Linked DNA regions of Mus musculus: region 1 is linked to region 2. Evidence: chromatin contacts called from public Hi-C data. All regions are on one chromosome and are shown on one strand. Each heading gives the region's core, a stretch centred on a gene start, on an enhancer-like site or on the middle of the called end of the contact. The rest is flanking DNA. Distances are from core to core; before and after follow the strand shown. Region 1 has its middle 58 kb from the start of Gm30416. Region 2 overlaps Dgkg (diacylglycerol kinase, gamma).

The links. A called contact is a pair of places that touch in the nucleus more often than the background predicts.
Region 1: a Hi-C map of thyroid gland shows a contact between it and region 2, with 2.1 times the contacts expected there. The contact joins two enhancer-like sites. A contact is called at or near these places in 2 of 484 Hi-C or Micro-C datasets (nephron progenitors and thyroid gland), 2 of 115 datasets of contacts at active chromatin or transcription factors (embryonic stem cells and stem cell-derived neural progenitor cells) and 1 of 9 other capture datasets (embryonic stem cells).

Annotation. Positions count from the first base shown.
Region 1 is chr16:22,732,864-22,735,593 of GRCm38.p6, forward strand. No RefSeq gene overlaps it. Among named protein-coding and RNA genes, the nearest start is that of Gm30416, 58 kb to the right of the region's middle. Within about 2 kb of position 1,273, at least 40 of the 459 cell types and tissues checked have an H3K27ac peak or open chromatin away from gene starts, as enhancers often do. A contact at or near this core is called in thyroid gland, where this site is marked.
Region 2 is chr16:22,571,354-22,574,148 of GRCm38.p6, forward strand. It overlaps Dgkg (diacylglycerol kinase, gamma), which reads right to left. Exons shown (of 25, transcript NM_138650.2): 12 at 1,247-1,363; 13 at 318-410. Among named protein-coding and RNA genes, the nearest start is that of Gm41433, 12 kb to the right of the region's middle. Within about 2 kb of position 1,453, at least 33 of the 459 cell types and tissues checked have an H3K27ac peak or open chromatin away from gene starts, as enhancers often do. A contact at or near this core is called in thyroid gland, where this site is marked.

The sequences.
Region 1 (2,730 bases), core at 23-2,522, 160 kb after region 2:
CAGCTCCCTGGTTTTCACTGGTTTTCAGAGATATGGGTGTTTGGGATGTGCACAGGTCAGTTGCTTCTCTGATGTTTCCTCTGAGGCCTCAGGTTCTGGACTTGGCAGGAACCACACTGAGGAGTAACTGTGTTCGTTCTGTACTCTATCGGATGCCAAAGGGGATCTTAGCTTCTATGGCACAGACACTATGGTTTCTAGGATGTTTCTTTGTAGAGTTAACTACTATTCCATTGATCATTACTAAGCGTCCTACAGAAATACCCCATGAGATCATATACTAGGTTTCTCATCAAATTTTCACCCATTTGTTCTAGAATCTACCCTTGAATAAACCCATCAATGAATACCAATGGCAGTTTTCAAATTTTGTTGGTTTTTTCTCTTCTATAAGATGGCCCAATGGAGAGCCTTTTCTTGTCTTCAGTTTATCTAGTTCTTTACATAGACATGACTCATGAGTTATTATCTTTAATAGCTTATAGCAAATTAGTACCATTATTTTCATGCCCAAATAGGCTCGTATTTGAGGACTAAGAATCCCAGGAATGATGGCTACAATATTTGAATTTAGAAAGAGGTTGATTTTCCATTCAAATATATCTGTAGATTCTACAGTATAGCAGGCAATGGTGAGCAATGTGGCCTTTGTTAGCTCAGTGTTCCCAGAGATGCTCCAACCTCCCACAGTTCCTCCCTCCTCCTTGTCCCACAGTAGGTTCCAAGCTAGAGGTGGGAGTGTCCCTAGAAATCCTCAGGTCCATGGTTTCTAGGCTGCTTGAGAGCTTTATGTCTACAAACGCTGGGTGAAATGATTTAATAGGGCAAATGCCTAGATGCCCTGAAAACTTGGGCTGAGGGTATGTGTTTAAAAGGCAGCCAGTTCTTCTGACTACCACCCCAGCATGATATTGTAAAAGCAGAGATACCCACTAGGCAGCTTCTTGGCCAGGTGACATCAGTTTCCCTGCTGTGTGGGGTTACCACTACCTAGTTCTTTGAAAGATCTGAAGGTTGGGCCCCATCTGGGCCCTGTGTGGAAAGTACATGATGTCTTCAGCATCCAGCCTTGCCTTCCACTTCTGGGTAGTGGTTGGAGGGGAACCAAGGGCAGTAGCAGTAGTTTGTAATGTTTCGAGAGTCTCTTGGACAAGCCTGACCAACAACTCAAAAAGAGGAATTCTTGGGGGTGGGGGTGGGGTTGTTAGATGGCCTTCAGCTCTTAGAGGGAGCCTTGTTAGCAATGAGCTCACTGGTGATTACAAACACGTCCACACTCTGCCTGCAACTCACAAGGCAATCAGTCACGCAGGACTGAAGAGGCTTGGGATGGTTTTAAAAGAAGCCCACAAATTCTTGAAATGCCTTCCTTCAATGCAGACTAATTTTTCTCCTCTTGAGTGTGGATTGTTCTGCGTGACTCACTGCTAATCAGTACGACGTAGTGGAAATGACGCGATATGACTTCCAAGGATGGGCTTTAGAAACATTTGTTATTCTGCCTTGCTCTCTCCGGTGGAGCATGGACTCTTCGGGAAGACTGCTGCCACCTCAGGGAGGGGCCCACTGATAAGGAACTGAGTATCTGAGCCTTGGAAGCAGACCCACCAGCCCAGTCAAGCTAATTGTCACAAACTCCCTCAGAAAAGACCTGAGCCCGAACCATGCATCCAAACCACCTCCGAATTCCTGACCCACAAACATTTCCAGATAATAGAAAGTGGTTACTTAAGCCACTAAGTTGTGTGGCATTTTGTTACACAGCAATAGATGGCTAATTGTTTCCATAGCAACCATAACAAAAGGTATTATGGGCTCAGCTTGAATGCTAGACTTGATAGAGCCTGCTTCCTCATGGGGTGCGAACCCATTTGACCCCCCTGTCACTCACTGCTGCTGCTCTCATTTAGCTGACTACGGTTTCCCTTAACCTCCCTCTGGTCCCAGGTGTGCCTTGGGCTGCGACAAAGCAGCTGCGTGATTTCCTTGCTGTTGTCCGCTGAGCGAGCCCACAGGTGAGAAGGGAGCTGTGCATTCTGAGGGGCCCTGGGAAAGACAGCCTGGTTACAGGGAAAAATCGCCAATGTTTTCCATATCCTCTACACTTAGCAGCACAGATCTGGAGATGCGTGTGTGTTAGCGCAGATGCTGTGTCTGTGTCACGAGCTGTGTGGCACGTAAGATTGCTGCCATTTTAGACAACAATTTCCAGTCACTATATGTGCATGCCAGAGATCCCCACAGCTGCCTTTTGGCAGTCAGTCATCTGCCTTTAAGGTCAAGAGTATTCAAGGAGATGCTTAACTTACATTTGCCTGTTACACACACACACACACACACACACACACACACACACACACACACACACACACAAGGATCCACCCAGGATCAGTCGAATGGAAGAGATGCATAAAGCAAGGTATGACAGAGGAGCACAGGGCTTCCATGCATTTGCTGGGTACCCACTCTCCCCACACCTCCAACATATTCAGCTGCCTAGCTGCTCTTTAACCTGTCCTCTTGGGTTTGGATAGCGGCCTTACATCTTAGGTGTGGTTGGATACATCACTGGACCTTAGTGAGCCTGGGCTTTGCTCCTCCCCTATCTTCTGGAAACCCGAAGTGGAGGCTCCAATCCTCTGATCACAGGGTTGGTCCTTCTGACTCCCGAGCCTATCCTGAGGTAACCTAGGAGCCCTGGCCACCAGGCCTCTGGCTGCAACTGAAAGC
Region 2 (2,795 bases), core at 203-2,702:
GCAAGCCCTTGAGAGAATACAGGAGAAACCTGGCAAGGATGAGAGGCCAAGAAACCTGGCCAAGTGCAGGTGGCTGTTTGAGCTGGGCTCTGCCTCAAGGATGCTTAGAAGGGATGCTCTGAACACCTGGAAGCAGCGGTCGGAAACTGCTGTGTCAGAGCTTTCTAGTTCAGTCTGACCGGCATAGCACTAACTTCTTTTAATCACTCACCAAAGCAAACACCCTGGGAATTGGTGGGGTAAAGTGGTAAATGTTGTCCGTCTCTGACCCCTGAACCTGGAAAAGCCAGAGCCCTGGTGGGGGCAGGACCACTTACTCCGGAGACGGGGCATATGGAGGTAGGCAGCAAAATGTGGTCTTTGAGTTCCCCACCGTCGCACACTGTCGATAATTCACATTTGCGGTGAAACTGGAGAGAAAAATGAAGGTGAGGATGAGCAGAAGTGACCAAGGAGACACCGGGTAGGAAGGCGGTGTGTCGAGATTTTTCTGGGGAAGCGAGCTGTCCCGTGCCCCTGCGTCTCGGAGCACTGCTGCCTTTGGCTTTGGCAGGTTTGTTGAGTATGTGTGAACATGTAGCATGTCTCCCAGGGGCACAGAAATGACATCTAGAGCTGTGCTTCGAATGTGGCACCCTGAGTGGTTCTATATCCCTGTCTCTGGATCTCTGGGTTAGAAATTCTGAAGGACAGCTACCTCTGAGAAACCCGTGGGAGGCTGGAGGAAACCAACAACAGAACCCCTGCATCGCGAGAGGCGCTTTGTCTGGCTTGGAGGAGCCTCCCCTTTAGGGCTGATACCTAGCCAGGGGTACACAGCCTGGAATTGGCTTTGGGAGGAAGTTTGGGCAGTTCTGAGGCACCTGTCACGTTGAGAATGGTTGTGAACTCTGGCACGAGCTTGGCAGTAGCAAGACCAGGCCCCTGGGCAAGGGAGAGTGCTGCTGAGAGGAAAGTGCCTTTGGGCCAAAGTCTAACTCTAAGGTTAGAGGGGGCTTTCTAGGATTTAATCCCTCTCCAGTAATTGAACGGTAGGAAGGCAGCAGGTTGGCTAACTTCTTTCTCGGGCAACTTGAGGAGTCATTGGCGGCTGAGAGGCTCGAATGGGTCCGGGGGGGTTCTGGGCTAGCCTCAGCCCTTCACTCTGCACTGCACTTGCCTCCGGAGGGATGTTCACTACCCCAGGCTACAGCTCGAACAAAACCCACACTGAAAAGAAGTAGGGCCTCCCTGGGCACCGACCCACCGTCATCCGGCACCACACGCAGTGCCGCGCGGTGACACTCTGGTAGCACTTGATACTTTTGTGGCACCGGTCACACTTGACGGAGGAGTTCCCTTCCACCCACGCATGCTGCATCACCTGTGGGAGGGAAGGGAAGGATACCAGGGAAGGCAGTGGAATCACGCCCCTGGGCCCAGGGCTACAAAGAAGTGGGCGGCGCGAGGAGCCCAGAGGGCCCTGTTTCCTCAGTGTGGAAGCTTATTGGATGCAGAGCTCCACCTGCCTGATCACCGCTAAGCTAAGCAAAACAGGTTAGACCGGTGGTTCCATTTTGCCTGTCCCAGCTCTCACCCCAGCAGGCAAGCATCTAAGCTGCAGCTCAACTGCATCCCTGTCTCGTAGAACTCGCTGTCGAGACTTGTCCTCTTGTGGGCCCCTTTCCGGGAGGCAGTGTGGTGCAGTGGAAGCCGGAGGGCTCCGCGGGAGTCACCGACTTTGCACGTCACAGCATGCTAACTTTTGGCCAGTTTCTGGACCTGTCTGAGTCTCTGGCCCCTCCTCTTTAGACAACAGCATGAGGCACCTCTGGGATACACTGAACTGCACATCTGGGAGGCTTCTGTGGTGCACTTCCATGGTTAACTTACTTCCTTTCCCTTTGCCTCCTCAGTGGGCTGTTGCAATCACCTGAGGACTCTAGAAATCTTAGTGCCCATCCCGCACTCTGAATGAAGGAATGTCGCCCCGGGTGCTGAGCTACCTGGCTGGGAAATGTCACCAGGGCAGGGCGGGATAGTGGTGGTGGTGGTGGTGGTGGTGGTGTTTGTATGCATAATGCTAACAAAATCATGAACCTCTGAGCCATTGCCTGGGAGCCTCCACACTCAGATCTCTCCTCCTGGAATCCCATAGAACTCAAAATTTCCCACCAAGGTGTCCTGAAGCACCGCAGGAAGATGTGGGAAAGAGGGGGCATATCTCAAAATGCTCAAGTTCAAATGTTATATTAGAAACACATGAAATATTTACATGATATAATCCATATTTGCATTAAACAAGAATAAGTGCTTTAAATTTCTTAGCAGCCAAATTGTGTGGCACTATTCACCCAGAATAACTTTACTAATTTATTGCTCCAAAACACACATCACACTTGATTTGTAGCTTCTCAAATTCAGCCGCATCAGTGAGGTAGACAAAGAAGTCACTTTGTGAACTTGAATTCTACATGGTTACACAGACTATGCCACTGAGATTATTGTTTCCATTTTGCAGAGGGACAAGTAGAGGCTTCAGAGAAGTGAATGACTGGCTCCGGGTTCCAACTGTGAGTAGCCACCCAGGGACCTACAGCCCGGTCTATGGACTCAGGGTTGGTTGCCCCAACACTGCGTTGCTTTCTTCAGCCTGTCTGGGGTCTGAAGAAATGGTGAGAGACTTGGGTTGCCCCTGCAGGCTCACAGGGTTGTGGATGTGCTCTACCGGGCCCCTCAGCCATGTCACCCTGCTCTCTGTGTCAGATAACGAGAGAGGGCTGAGCATAGGAGGCCCACTGTGTGCCCTGGTGGAA